Linked DNA regions of Pan troglodytes: region 2 is linked to region 1. A link is a contact called in public Hi-C data. All regions are on one chromosome and are shown on one strand. Each heading gives the region's core, a stretch centred on a gene start, on an enhancer-like site or on the middle of the called end of the contact. The rest is flanking DNA. Distances are from core to core; before and after follow the strand shown. Region 1 has its middle 27 kb from the start of MBNL2. Region 2 holds the start of RAP2A (RAP2A, member of RAS oncogene family).

Region 1 (7,866 bases), core at 3,446-5,945:
TAGATCCTGTGGAGGCAGCAGATGCTACGTAAGTGCTTGGAAGGACAGATTGAAGAGCAGGTGAGACCATGTTGGGTAAGACAAGCAAGATGGGGTGTATGGTGTGTGCAGTGCTACTACCTCCAAGAGCGACATGATCCACTTTATGTTCTAGAACTTTCATTAAAGCATGAGGTATAAATGAAAGGCATATAGCACAATTGTCTGGGAGGCAGGATTGCCAGTTAAAAGGAAGCTTCTATAGTCGCCCAGCCATTTAACTGATAGTTATTGAAAATGTCCTATGAATAAAACATTCTTCCAGACTAGGAAAAAATTAAAGTAGCCTGAATTAGAGCAATAGTATTGGAGCTAGAAAGAAAGAGAAATGTGAAAGGAAATTGAAAAAGAAGTTGATAGAACTTGACAACTGAATGGAGAGCAGGTAGAGAGGAGTCCAAATGGGACTCACTAACCTGTGGTCTGGGTAACCTTGAGTAACAACTTCTCATTGAGATGTGGAGCATGGAATACAACTTGAACTTGTGTGGTTCTGTTTTGGATAGGTTCTGTGTGAAGCCCGTTAGGATGTATAAATGGAGAAGTCCAGCAACAATGGAGATGTGGGGCAGATTGGCCTTCTGCATTCCTGACGGACCAATACAGCTGGCCACACATGCAAATGGAAGTAACAATGACCTACACGTGTGATTGTGGAGGTGCTGATAAGGGCCATCCATCTAGAGAAGTTGTTTCCTCATTCTATGCCCTAAACCAGTTTGATGTCTGAAATCCAACTATTAGCACTTCACACTGTTAGCATAAAGTTAAAGCCTATTAAGCTTTTGCATGTGAGTACCTCCCTACAGCGTGGGAGACTGGAAAGGCCACTTAAGTCACACTTAGCCTGAAGACAGTCCCAAACATTGATATGTCCCAGTTAACAACTGCTCTCAGAGTTAAGAACATGGCCTTGAATAACTGGGACAAGAAGAACCTTTGGATCCTACATAATGCAGCGATGGGTCAGAGAGATATCAAGGGTTCATAGACTGGGAAAACCTTCCTGCAACTCTGTCTTCTGTCTTTCTTTATAGGCCCCCTTCCTGCTTTATAATTTTTACTTTATTTCTCTATTAATAACTTGATTGTTGAAGCCTCAGGAAATTCCAAGGCTATTTCTCCCATCAAAATGAAAGAAATGCATTAAATGGTGCATTCCCATTAAGCTATGATTTACATTATATGTAATGTATATTACATATACATTAATATAGATTAATAAAAATGGAAGTACTCTGTTGGAGGGGAAATATACTAAAAAATCTTTTAGGGCTATCTGAATTAACATGAAATAATACCAAACACAAAGAGAGAAAATAAGAGAGAGAGAAAGGTATTGACTGAGAAAAAAAGCAGGACTGGAAACCTGCAGCCAGCTAAGTGGTGTGACTCATAGCTCTCAGTTTTTGGTAGACAGCTGAAGCCAGAGAACATTCAGAGCTGTAGACAAACACTTAAATTAGGTATCCTGGTAGAGCAAGGGCTCCCACTGTAACTGCCTGTCCTGCAGTGCATATAAGGTCATCATTGTTATGTTGATTAATGAAGCTCCTGAGAACCCCTCCTGGCCGAAAACAATGGGTGTTACAAATGGTTCCAAGTAAATCCACAAGATTGTTCATTTCAACTATGCCAAAGAGTTCAACACAATAATCATGGGTCAAGAGCTATGTCATATACGCCACAGAATTCGGGATTGTTTCAAGTCATCAATGAGTGGAGGAAAATACCCTAAAGTGGTGATTCCTAGTGTTCTCCCTGGTTCTAGGAAAGTGTAGGGCCCAGAACCTTCCCCAATTTCCCAACCAGGCTGCTGTTGCATTTATGTACTTCACTTATTTATATGAACATTAAGACTTTTGTCCAAAAACAGTTTGGAAACCACTGGCTGAAAGAATTGGCACACCTGACAGATGTTAGTTGGAAACAAGGTACAGGAAGAAAACACGAAAAAAGATGGACAGTCACGTTCCCGTGAAGAAGGGTTTACTTCAGTGGTGTGCTAGAGCCAGCTTGCACCAGCTCACAAGAACCAACTGGGCACATCTCCCCCAGTCCGGCATTCACTGACTCCAGTTTGGTAGTTTATTGTTGACCATGGTGGGAGTTTTTACACCATAGAAATTGTCAGATGTGGCCGGGCACGGTGGCTCACACTTGTAATCCCAGCACTTTGGGAGGCCGAGAAGGGCAGATCACCTGAGGTTGGGAGTTTGAGACCAGCCTGACCAACATGGAGAAACCCCATCTCTACAAAAAATACAAAATCAGCCAGGCCTGGTGGTGCATGCCTGTAATCCCAGCTATTCAGGAGGCTGAGGCAGGAGAATCACTTGAACCCAGGAGGCGGAGGTCGTGGTGAGCCGAGATTGTGCCATTGTACTCCAGCCTGGGCAACAAGAGAGAAACTCCATCAAAAAAAAGAAAAAGAAAAAGAGAGAGAGAGATAAAGACAGAAAGACAAAGATAGAAAGAAAGAAAGAAAGAAAGAAAGGAAGGAAGGAAGGAAGAAAGAAAGACAGACAGACAGAAAGAAAGACAGAAAGAAAGAAAGGAAAGAGAAATCGCCAGTTGCCACAAATCAGGGCTTTTCTTCTTTTGCTGCCCCCCCCCCAATACCCCTGAGAGTCAGTTATAAAACATTTATCAGCATACCACTGGGACTCAATCCAAAAATAACTTGGCCAGCAAAACAGCCAAAGCCATGTGAAGCTCTGACCAATGGCCTTCTAGGCACAGTCAAGTTAGGGATAGCATGGAAGTTTGTAGAATCTGGAAAAGGGGAAGGAGTTCTTTTTGGGAAACACAGCTTTGTTATGCAGTCAGACAAGGCTATAGACAAGGGACCTACCAGTCAATATGCTAAGGAGGGTGTGGTAGGTACCACTCACATGGACAGGGAAACTTTTTTCATTTGATCAGGGAGTCCAAGTAGACGAATAAGGTGGGTGAGTCGAGAAAGCTGGGATTCAGAAGGGCATACATACAGGGCACTCTGACAGCTAACCTCTGCTTCCTCCCAAGTCCAGACAAAAGCAAATCAGACTTCCACGAGGCATTCCTTAGACATCACAGAGCACTTTCCTCGAGCAAGGCTCAGCAGACCCTGGGTGGGGTAACTGAGGGAGGCAGCTGCAGTTCCTTCTGAGAGACGCTGGATGGATGCCGTCTGTCTCTGATGTCGGAGGCTCCTGCCTGGCCAGTGCAGATTGCGGAATCTCTTCTCTCCCTTCCTGGGTTCCAGGATTCCTCTGACAAGACATTTTATTAGCCCTGACGTGGCTTCCAGCAGGAAGGAAGAAGGGCAGAAACTGTTAAACACAAGAATAGGAAAGGTCCTGGAAAACTCATGGAAGGGGAAACTTGGTTCCGCTTTAAGGGAGAAGTTGATTTGTTTAAAGGAGTCTGGGGATAGCCCTGCCCTTGCCTGAAAAGGCCTCTTTGTAGGTCCCTCTGAGCCATGCATGTTTAAGATGTAGGGAAATCAGCTCAGAGGATCGACACACACAGCCCCCTGAAGCCATGGAGTGAGCTCCTCATTTTAAGCAGCTGCCTGGCAATTGTGTCATTGTCATGGGGCAGTCGAGCATGAGAGTAGGGGTGACAGTGCTTGTTCATCTCAATCCTGCGACCCAAGTTCAAAGGGAATGTCTTCCCAAAGAGGGCTGGGTGTCTGCAGAGGGCGGCACACTCCGCTGATGGCTTAATCTGGAAGAGTAAATTTTGCTTCCACAAGAAAAATGGACTTATTTAGAAAAAGGTTAGGCGTACATGTGGGTAGCTTTAGGAGCTGATATTCCTAAGACTTAACAAGGGAGTAAGGCAGTGACCCTGACTCATCAGAATAGTTGCTGGCCTCAGATCTAGGGGCTGGGGTGGGGGTATTGCAGGCTCCTGGAGAACCCCATGCTGTGCCAGCCTTAACCCTTTGACAGTGGGTTGTGGGGACCCCCTAGGGTCCTGGGGTTGGAGTGAGGGTGGCCGGGCACTAAGAGGACACTGTGCACTAGAGCAGCACCAATGCATAGGGAAATGTCTCCGTATTTTAATGAGTCAACCCATACCTGTGGACATTCCCTGCCTACATGGACCAAGGGGAAAAACTTCCCTCTCTGCCCCGTGCTTCAGTTCATAACCTTGCTAATCATGTATCTGATCTTGTGAGCTGAAGAACAGGAATCTGGATTTAAATTTCTCAAATACATGTTAGATTTCAAGTAGGTTCTTTATTTTCATCTCTCTCTTAACCTCTTCCATTTTTTGAAGAACACCCTTTGATGTCACTCCGATGACGTTTATTAATTATCTTCTCCAAACCTGCTACGACACAAGAAACTTTAGGCACAGTACTGATTCACACTCAATGTTCTATGTTTAGCAACTATCTGAGAAGGATCTGAGTCTGCATTTAGCCCTAAATAGCTACAAATAAGGGAGTAGCAGCAGCATCCCTTCAAAAGCCTTTTTTAGGAAGTGCTGTGCCAGGGGTGGGATGACATGCCAGGAGCTACAGGTGAGGAGAGCCGCTCTCAGCCAACAGGAAACCAAGGTAGCGGCTGATGAAAGCAACAGAGTTGTGTACTACAGAGCAGCATCCCCCCTTCCTCGAGACAGGTTGTAAGGAAACACTGCAGCATGTTTATCTGTCTGCCCAGCCCTATTTAGTGAAAAATGATTGCTCTTTGCCTCTTGTTACCATGCTCAGATGATACTATGGCAACCAGGCTGCACAAAAGGGGAAGGGGGGGCTGACGCTGCTTAGCAACTTGAAGATTTTTAAAAGGCAAGTACTCATTGCAACAGCAACAGTTTTTGAAATGCCAGTTTTCAGGAGAGAAAAGAGAAGAACATTAGAGAAAGCAAATGGAGATGACACAGTAGAGGAAAAGAAAGAAAAGAGAAAGAAAGAAAGAGAGAGAAAGAGAGAGAGAGGGAGGAAGGGAGGGAGGTGGGGAGGGAGAGAGAGAGAAAGAAAGAAAGAGAAAAGAAAAGAAAGAGAGTCATCTGCATGTCACCTTTTCAAAGCTCTTTTTTGTACATCCTCACAGAACTCGCGGGAGCTTGGCTGGGTCTCCGTTCACTGGTGGGGAAACTGAGGCTCACAGGGTGAGTGGCATGCTCAGGGTTTGTCAGCGAGTCGGGGGCAAGGCTGGGACTAATATGCAGGCAGCCCAGTTCCAAATCCCACACTCTTTTTACAGCTTCATGCTTTGAAAAAAAAAGTAACCAGGAAATCTGAGGAAGGGAAAAAATAAAATCACACGAAACTGCCAATGGTGTGAAAAGGATGGGCAGCTGTTTCAGGTAGAAACTCAGCAAAAAGCACAAAAATACATTTGAATGTATTTTCAGAATTAAGTTGAAACGACAAGGTGTTTTCTATGTGATTCATTCATTCATTCACTCATTCATCATTCAGGGCAAAAAAAAGGTGGCACAGACAGTATTAAATTCCAGCATTCCTTGAATGAGCAGGAGGTTGCCTGTTTCTGGAACGTATAGGATCTGGAGGAATTCCTGGGCACTGGAAGGATTCAATGCTGAGGGGATGGAAGAAGAGAAGTGGAGAAAGGAGGGGAGGGGGAAAGTCTTGCCCTGGTTTAGGAAGAAACTGTCTTGAGTAGGACAAACATCCATCGAGATAAATGACCACATCATTTCAACCAAGACTATGTGAACCAAAGACGGTTCAGGTTCCAGTCTGCATTTCTCACTGGCTGATATTACATTTCTCAGCTCCTCTGCCACTCCAGCCTTCCACCCTTGGAAGCGAAATGCTAGATGGCTTACAAAACAGAGCTCGAACATGGAGCCACTACGGCGCTGAGCTTGTCTGGAGGGCCCAACAACAGGCAACGACAACACTAAGGAAACATCCTATGTCAGGCTAACGGGCGTTCTCTGAGGCAGAACTTGATAGAATGGGTTTCTGTAGATTGTGCCCTTTCTTTAATTAACTCAGTATTTAAGAGATGCCATTCAAGTCAGACCAAAGGTCTAAATCAGAACTGACCTTTCTGAAGCTGGCACAAGTTTTGTCTTTGTTTTGGGCTCTATGAAGGGTGAGTGGATGGAGGAGCCCAGGGGTGAGAATAAGCCAGTGGGTGGAGTTTCCCGCTGCTTAGCGGCTCCTTGAGGGGCCCATTCCATAGACATACACGGAGGGCCTCCTGCGTGCCTCCCATGTGGGTCTCCTCACGCTCCTTCTCTCTGCCCCCCTGCACTGAAAGGACTCTGCAGGGCCCAGAGCTTCAGGCTTCCTCATCTTGGTGCCTGCCTCCCGGGAGAAGCCACGGCTGCCTTCCTGATTGATAACACAGCGCTGACAAGACAAGTGCTGCTTTGGGTTCCAGTGGTCACAACCAAGCTATTCTTATGCTCCCCTCCTCATTGTTTCCACTCGTTCCTAATTGCACTTACGCAGAGGGCTCCAGAAGCAGTAAACAGACGGCCTTCTCCTATACTCACAATTAGCTAGAAGAATCCAGGTCAAGCTTTTCCAACCTGCAGCCCATGGGTGGCATGTGGCCCAGGACAGCTTTGAATGCAGCCCAACACAAATTCTTAAACTTTCTTAAAACATTATGAGTTTGTTTTATTTTTTTAACATGTCAGCTATTGTTAGTGTTAGTGTATTTTATGTGTAGTTCAAAACAATCCTTCCTCTTCCAGTGTGGCCCAGGGAAGCCAAAAGATTGGACACCCCTGCTACGTGGTCTGTGATGCTCCCAACTAAGCAGATGTCATCTAGCATTAGTTTTAAGGCGTCAGGCCAGGTGTAGTGGCTCACACCTTGAGCCCAGGGGGGTTTCAAGGCTACAGTGAGCTATAATGGCACCACTGCACTCCAGCCAGGACATCAGAGCAAGACCCTGTCTGTAAGGCGGGGGGAGGGGGGGAGCCGAACTAAGGGTGGGGCATTGTGGGGACTGCTCTTACTTCTAACACAATAACTATGAAATGAGTGAACTTCTGGGTTCTAGTCCTAATTGTGCCATCAGCTCTCGCATTCTTCACCTCCACCTCCATCCCCACTACATGCCCCAACCATACTGAATTTCATAAGAGCCCCAAATATACATCCCCACCTCCATTTGCACTGTCCCTCAATGTGTGAAGAGCCACTTACTACCTCACAGAGCAGAGCGCTCTATCTCTGACCCGGGCAGTTAATAATTACAACTTTCAAATTTCCTATCTCATTCGATGGGGAAAAGCCAACAGCAGTCACCCAGTGGGGGCTAGAGAACAACATTCCCATCTTAGGAGTCATAAGAATCAGAGAGAAGAAGTTTCGCCAAGTCCCTCCAGCTTCAACTCACCTGGCAACTAGTAACAAGCTAGTAAGGTTTGGGAGAAGGCCCGACTCCAAATCCCCTGTTCATTACAGGATTTGGAAATCTCGTTTTCTTGTGGCTTATGTTAATTAAACTTAAACCTATCTTTTAGAGCAAAACAAAACAAATACACTTACTCTTTCAAATATTGGCCTTCCAAATATTTGAATGGAGCTCCTGGGTACCCTCCAGGGCTGCGCATCTCACACTTTAAAGTGCGCGGATAAGTCACCTGGGGGCTTGTGAAACTGCAGATTGCGATCCAGCAGTTCTGGGAGGGAGCAGGTGTAACAGACCCTGTCTACACTGCAGGAAACCCAGCCTCTACCTCCTCCCAAACCACTTTCAGAGGTCAAAAAAATTATGCAGTCTTTCGAATTAAATTGAAGACTTGCCACCTCCTTTTTGTTTCATGTTCCCAGGCACTTACAAAAGTGCCTGACTTACCTCAAGCACCGAATAAATCCTGTCGAATATGTCTGACAGA
Region 2 (7,866 bases), core at 1,439-3,938, 320 kb before region 1:
ATGTATACAACGGTTGAATTCTGGTGAAGAGAATTTATGAACTCTACTTCAGCTGATCAATGATCTTTTTATGTCAAGAACTGAGACTAGTGAGTAAAATGATACTGGCATGCAGAATTTTACTCTATGTTTTTCCTCTGGGTCATAGTGAAAATAAACAAATTGCTCCAATATACTGAGTTTAGACTAACCTATTATTATAACTGAGAAAAGTAATCTGCACTAAATTACAAGAAACTACAAAATTATGTGGACCATATTATCCAATAATATTTTGCCGTATTTGTTCCCTAGGCTTGTGTCAAGAAGTTAGCCATGGGTATATGGCTTTATCAGTGTATATCTGCATCTTCATATCTTTAAGCATATATATCTAAATGTGAAGGGTGAGGCAGTTGGGGCATTTACTTAGATTATTTTTTGATGTAGGCATTTGGCCTAACATTGACATGTGGCAATGTATCAGACTACCCTGCAGTTGGTTTGGTTTGTTTCTTTTTAATTGAGTGGTTGGGGGAGGGGGTAATAAGAATTTAAGTAACTTAAATGTAGCCCCTTAAATGCCATCCTCATACTAAGTTTAACACCAGAATTGTTCATCTCTTAACTATAAACATTTAACTTTAGGAAAATGATACTGGAGAAGTACAAAGCTATCAAATTTACAAATCTTAGGAGCAGAGACCACGAAAATATCTGCTTTATTCTAGTTTGGAATTTAACACAAGGATGAATAACATGCACGATTTTAGTTCAGCGATTAAAGTGCATACTCAATTAGTTAAGGGGGGGTGGAGCAATAGAAAGAGAGCCTTCTCTTTGATCTCATAGGTTGCATTAAAAACTCACTACTCGTAATGAATTTTTGATCATCCCCTGGGTACACATAACTTGGTCCTTGCTCTTTCAAAATGAGTGGACTCAAACTGACTTACAATGTGACTGTGTCTACGGTGCACTTACAACCATCTTTCAGTAAAGGTCTTCAGATTTAGGCTCTAGGTAGAATAAGGCAGGAAAAAAAGGACACCAAAATTATCAGCAGGCATTAACTAACAAGAACTAGATGAAACAGTAATGTGTAATTAAATGATAATTAGAAAAATTTGCCAAAACTTTGAACTAAGATATTATCACATTTCTAATGCTTAAAATTACACGGAAAAATATATTCAGTGAATTTAAGAGAAAACAACCATTTAAAATCATTTATCAGCCATATTTCCAAAATGTATACTTTAGAAAAGAATTTATATATATATAAAAAGGCTTATTAACATTAACTTTAAATTAGCTAATACTTGTGTCACACTTTTGAAGAAGCTTCTGTTTTGTTTCCAGGAACTGGTGGTGGTGGTGTGGTGGTGTTTTTGTTTTTTGGAAGGGGTTAAGGCGGCTATATTAAAAACAAAAACAAAAACAAAAAAACAGTTAAGCTGCATTCTTTTCCTGTGAATGGCTTATTTGTACTCCTCTATGTTAATATTCTCGAAACCCCATTTAGCTTATGATGTCTTCAAATAATTTGATAATCTGTCTTTAAAGTTTTGCACTAAATTAGAGACTTCATTTTTGTAAAACGCCTTGGAACCATAAACCTTTAACGAGATGAGAAAGGTCTCCTTCCTCTGGACTTGACTTTACTGTATAGGTGTGTGAGCGATTTTTACTGTCAAACATTGCCAAGGCAGATTGTTGTTGTTGTTCAGTCTGCAAATGTCTCGACTATACCTGCACAGTTCCTCTCTTCCCAAGACAAATCTATCCACCCCTTTCCCCCCTGCAAGTTTTAAACTTTGTTTCCTTTGGGGCTCTGTAACAAGCAATGCTAACAACGTCCAAGAGACAAAGAGCTGTTCTGTGGGCTAACACGATGCCAAATTTTAGTTGTGAAACAAAGCACTCAAATTTGAGATTGAGGAGGAGGAGCAGAATGACAATAGTAAAGCCTCCAGCTTGGAGCCACCCCCCAGACAGCCCCTTCCCCGGAGCCCCGCGCGGGGAGTTCCGGCCCCGGGACGGTGACTCCGGGGTGCAGCCGCCAAGCTCCCGTGCGCCCTCGCTCACCGCTTCACGCGGATGATCTGGTCCCGCATGGGCTTGATGTCCTGGAAGCTCTGCTGGTTGACGAGGCTGTAGACGAGGATGAAGCCCTGGCCGTTCTTGATGTACAGGTCCCGCATGGACGCGAACTGCTCGGTGCCCGCCGTGTCCAGGATCTCCAGCACCGACGGCGACGAATCCACCTCGATCTCCTTGCGGTAGAAGTCCTCGATGGTGGGGTCGTATTTCTCGATGAAGGTGCCGGTCACGAACTGCACGGTCAGGGCGGATTTGCCTACCCCGCCCGAGCCCAGCACCACCACTTTGTACTCGCGCATCGTCCCTCCGCGGCCGCCGCCGCCGCCGCCGCCCGCGACATAGACCTACGCCGGCCGCGCTGCGCCCCCAGCCCCGGCCCCGGCGGCCCGCCCCGCCGCCTCCCGCTGCCGCCCCCACCTCACAGCCGCGGCGGCCCCCTGGGCGCCGGCGGCGGCGGCGGCAACTGAGGGAGCAGCGGCCCTGGGCATGGGCCGAGCCGGGCAGCGATGAGGCCCCGTAGGCACCGGGTGGGACTCAGGGCTAGCAGAGAGAGACCGGTAGCCGCTGGAGCCGCCCGAGCCGCGGGCCCGCAGTGCCGCCCGCCCCGCCCCTCGCGCCTCCACGCCCAGATCCCCGCCCGCCGCCGCCGCCGCCGCTACCCCCAGCGCTCGAGCGCGCGCCCGAGCCCCAGCCGCAGCGCGGCCAGGGGCGGGGTCCGGCGGCCGGGGCGGAGCCCGCGGCGCAGCCCCGCCCCCGCCCCCGTCTCCTAGGCGACGGGCCGCGAGCGCTCCCGAGAGGCTTTGCGCGGCTCGGAAGCTTCTGCCGGCGCGGAGATAAACAAGCACCGCGACCGCCCAGCAGCGCCGAACCCTGCGCGCCCAGTCAGACCCCAGGGCCTGTGTACCGAGCATGCGCAGTTCCCGCCCAAGCCAGGAGCAGCGTCAACCTGAGACGACTCAGACATTAAGAATTCGGAAGGGATGAGATGGTAGAGGGGCTAGAGCTACCTCCAAGCTTTATCCTGAGGCGGGGAGTGAAGGAGATAGATGCCCAGGGCCCAAGAGGGGCCGCGAGGGCCTTTGTCCGATGCCACCCAGTCTGTCAGCACTCCTAGAGCTTTGGTTTTATCTTGTATTAGCATGTGAAGCTTTAAGGGGGGGGCACCTACAGGCTTCTGCCTGAAGTTGTGTAAACGCAACAAAATGAAGCTTTGGAGCGTTAGGACATTGATGGGAGGGTGACGCCCCCCTCCAGCAGCGCGCCAGAGGGGCGAGTCAGAGGCGGCCACACACCACGGAAGTCGGGTCCAAGCCCGCTGACGTCGTCGGGGTCCCGCCCACCAACCCTCTGGACCCGCCCACATTTCTCCTAGACCCGCCCCTTTCAGTGCCGAACTGAAGTCGAGCTCTTCCCACGCCCTGCCAGCCACGGGTGAGTTGAAAACCTGGAGAGCGGAATCCCGAACGGCAGCCGGAAGGCCCAGGACACTTCATAGCAACAGCCAGCTAGGGGCATCTATCTAGTGGGAAGCTGGGATTCATTCTAGCCAACCACATCACGTCTCTGTACCACAAGGTACCATTCACGACCAATAAGAGAGCGTCCCCATGCCACCTGACTTTCCTCCTTCAACCAGTCGAGAAAAACGCTAGTCGCAGGATCCGCAAGCCCACCTCCCAGTGCCTTGCCAGGCCGGGCTCTTCGCGCACGCTCTGCCAACCAATCGTAGTTGAGCTGGCGAGTGACGGAAGCTTCGGCCAAGCCAACCAGAGCTCGCGAGCCCCTTGCCACCGAGGCCGGCGGGATGGAGACAGGGACCGGCTGCTGGGGTTTGGGAGGGGCAGAGATTGAGGAGCCAGTTGCTGTGCCCTGTTCTGGCAAAAGAACAAGATGCGTTGCAAGCCAGAATGATGAATTCCACTTTTCACGTCGTCTCCGTGGCATTCTGCCTAAATGATGGGCATGGAAATGGTGCTGAGGGATGTGGGCTGAATCGAGAACACAGGGACTTTTGTCTTCAGGGTGAGAAATGTTCCGGTCCTTAAGGAAACATCGTGCAGCAGTTGCATGGGTCTTCCAGGCGTTCCTCCCAAAACATTATTTTTTTCTTTCACTATTGAGTTTTAAAACTTAGCGTTCTGTCGCTAGCATTGCATCTTAGTTACACACCCTCTCCCACCCATAACGTCAAATTTAGGAGACGATACATCCCCAAGCATTCCTGCATTATTTTTTGCAGTAACTGGTTATTCGGTTTACTTTCTTTAAACTATGTCCTTCTCAAACTAGTCTCACCTGTTCGTTACTGTCGCACATTTCCTGCGAATAACACATTTCTGTAGTTCTATTGTTAGAGCCTGGCATACCTCTCCCCGTTCCTCTTTCCCACAAGGTCATCATGCAGAGGGGATTTTGGTCTGAGTTAAAAGCCAGGTATTCTTTCACCATCTTTTCTGTCGATAGTCAAACTACTACAAAGACTACTCAAATTTAGTAGTTTCTTATTTCCCTATAGCTTCGTTATATTAGAATGGATAACTTATATTTGCATTACCTTGCTGTAATGAACACACACCAAGTTTTCATTTAAAATTATCAAGGACAAATGTCCTCTGAATTTAAAAATGTGTATGTAGTAAAATATAACTCAGCATTTCTTGATTACATATCATTAAAATATGAATGGTACTATCTGAGCCACCAGAATCAGCAGTGAAGGTATTATATTAATAAAAAGGACTAAGAATCAGGACTGTTTTAAGGGAACTGGAACCGAAGAGGATCTACTATTTCATCCTAGGCTAGTTAACATGAAATAGTGAATTAAAATTGAAAGAGCTTACATGGATGCTTCATATCTGAGCTACTTTGGCAGGGATGTTTCAAGAGGATGTAGGTAAGTATGGTGTTCACCTAGCTTTCCAGAAGTCTCATATTTTGTGTAAAATTGGTATGCTTATTCATGGTTACTTTGGGTTAGTAGAAGCTGTACTTCTTTTCCAAGGAAAGACAGACTGTCTTAAGATTCTAACTGTGCATCTTGGTGATAAGAAGTTCTTAGGGTTGTTAAATAGAGCCAGGAAGCGTGAATCTTTCTCTCTAGATCATGACAACTCATCTAGTACCTTGCATTACAAAGGAGCTCTAAGTCCATTTACTTTGCAAGGAATAAAGTTCCAGTGATTAATGTTTTTGAGAAATTTGCATTGGGATTGTGGGTCCAGAAGGTTGCCTTAAGTAACTGTTTTCATGACTCCTAGGTCCCTAGATGTTGAGAAGCTCTGGATTGAAGCTGTCACAAAAATAGTGAGTGGGCTCCGTAGTCACTCCATTTAGCATAATACAGAGTAGGACAGCTTTGTGACATTTCTCAGGCTATTTCCCCTGACCTCTCATCAATGCTGACGTTTTTGATAAGAAGGGGTATAGAGACTGCAGCCCTTGGGGTGGTTACAGTTCATTTATTTACAGGCCTTATATTGACAGGCCTCGGATTTCATGCTCAGTACCATAAAGGTTGATTTTTAACCACCAAGAGGCAAAAGAAACATGACAGGTCGGAGCATATTTTCTCACCTATTCTGGCTTAAATGATGGTACTTACCTGATTTGTGGCTGTATGTGAAATGTTGGGTGAAAGATTAGCTGCTATAAAAAGGATGTCAGGACGTGTAGAGAATTTAGAGGACTTGGGTGGGAGATGGATGTCTATTTTCTAACCCCTTAGTCATGTTCATTCCGATGCCAGCATAAACTCTATTCTGAGATGATTATAGAAATAACTTATATCTTCATTTGTTTGTGGGAAATAAAAAATAAAAATGATATAAAAGAAATTTGAATTATTCCCAAGAGCTGTAAATCTGTAAGATAGTGAAAACTTAACGCAGTAACTGACACTGCAGGATCCCTTTAGTTTCCGAAGTGCATTGCCAGGAGAATAAAAAGAAAGAAAATCTTCATTTCTCCTCTCTCCACTAAATCTGAAAGGGAGTTATCTCACCTATAGCCAGATACCTTCAATTATCGCACTTGTGTTACCATGGAAACCCAAGTCCATCCTTTCTTTCTGTGAAAGATTTTGGAAAAGGTGGTATGAAGTGGGAAATGTACTGTATTCTGGGACTTCCTGACACCAGCAAGAAGCAAATATGCAGATAATTTAATAGAAACAAATTAGTAGAGGATGTTTATAATGCGAGGGGTACTTTTCGACTGTAAAACCCTGATTCCTAATGCTTCTTATTAAAGCCTGCATGCCTCTGATTAAACATAAAGGGGAAGGGCATGTCAAGTACATTTAGCACCTGTGAAACGCTGCTGGCAAGTATAAGGAGAGCAGACGATGGTTTCTTGACCTCTGAGGCTCCTAATACAGTTGAGAATCTGCAGTATATATGTGGAGTGGAAAGGAAGGGGCAAAATAAACTTTGTTCTTCCTTTAAAAAATGTGATATGTCTCAGTGCTTTTGAAAAGAAAAGGAATTAGAATGCAGAAATTAAGAGTATGGAAACAACTCAATAAAAGAAACGTATGGGTGGAGAGAGTAGATGTTTCAAAAGGCCATTTTAATCAGAAAAAAAAATCTGAAAGAAAAGACGTAATGATTAAAATGTAGGCAGAAAAAAGAAAAAGCCTGAAGAATCTTAAGAGCTAGAGGGTTCTGCGGAAAACAGAGCTTCAGTGTGGTTCATTTAACAAAGCAGAAGAGCAGGCACAGTGTTGCTTGCGTACCCAGCAGTTTCCCTTTATTTTTGCCAAAGAAGCTGGGATGAATCAGGATTGGACTTTAATAGCATTGCTTTCCCTCTGCCCACGGTTAGTCCAAAAGTAGGCACGTGACTCAGTTCTTGTCATTGGAATGGGGAGAAGGCTGCTAGGGCTGGAGGGATTTCTAGGATATTGACAAGAGTGAGGAAATATCCCTGTTTTCTGATGTCGCTCTCTTTGCTTCCTGCTTTACACATTGAAATATGAGAATGTGGCCTCCATTTGGGGGCTATGATGCATTATGACATTATGGTGCAATACTGTAGAAAGCCAGCAACTTCGGATGGCCAAGGAGGAGGATGGGAAGAACCTAGGTCCTGCATGACAACATTGGACAGTCAAACCAACATTAGAACTGCCCACATTTGGACTTATGGCTAAGTAAACAGCTGGTGTCTTTCAATTTAAGTGTGTGTCGGTAAGGTTTTCTGCATCTTACAGCAAAATACATCCCACCTGTTAACAAAAAGTATGAGGGATTCCAGCCAAAATCGGGCTTTAAAAAATCAGCAAGCATTTGTGAGCATTTTCATTTCACTAATATCCGAACGATAGTTCAAAGATACTATAATATTAATTGAGTAATTACTGTGTATATTTTTTAGGCTCTGGGGATAAAACAATAAGCAATTAGCCAAAAGAGCTTGTATTCTAGCAGGAGAGACAGATATTAAGCAACCAATTACATGTTTATATTATAAAATAATGGTTATGCTTAAAACTAATAAGGAAAAATCAGGAATTAGAAAGGGTATATAGTAATTATATAAATAATAAAATATTACAAAATATATAACTAAATAACTGAATGAAATTACAAAAACAAACACTTTCCAAGTAAATGAGAATGAAATGTATAGTTTTTACTGACATTCCCAGAGGTCGAGAGAAACAGTAAATTGGAGTAGGTTAGTCCAGGAGAGTTGTCTGAAGCAAATTAATATTGTATCAGATTTTGAAGGAAGTGGCGAAAGGACAGGCTAGATGGGGCAGAAGAGAGCACTCTAGATGTA

What was found. A called contact is a pair of places that touch in the nucleus more often than the background predicts.
Region 2: a contact with region 1 is called in a Hi-C map of stem cell-derived neural progenitor cells, with 4 times the contacts expected there. The contact joins the promoter of RAP2A here to the enhancer-like site in region 1. A contact is called at or near these places in 1 of 7 Hi-C or Micro-C datasets (stem cell-derived neural progenitor cells) and 1 of 1 datasets of contacts at active chromatin or transcription factors (stem cell-derived excitatory neurons).

The regions. Positions count from the first base shown.
Region 1 is chr14:102,710,725-102,718,590 of NHGRI_mPanTro3-v2.0_pri, reverse strand. No RefSeq gene overlaps it. Among named protein-coding and RNA genes, the nearest start is that of MBNL2, 27 kb to the left of the region's middle. Within about 2 kb of position 4,695, at least 8 of the 24 cell types and tissues checked have an H3K27ac peak or open chromatin away from gene starts, as enhancers often do. A contact at or near this core is called in stem cell-derived neural progenitor cells, where this site is marked.
Region 2 is chr14:103,030,532-103,038,397 of NHGRI_mPanTro3-v2.0_pri, reverse strand. It overlaps RAP2A (RAP2A, member of RAS oncogene family), which reads right to left and starts at 2,688. Exons shown (of 2, transcript XM_509705.7): 1 at 2,068-2,688. The coding sequence starts at 2,381.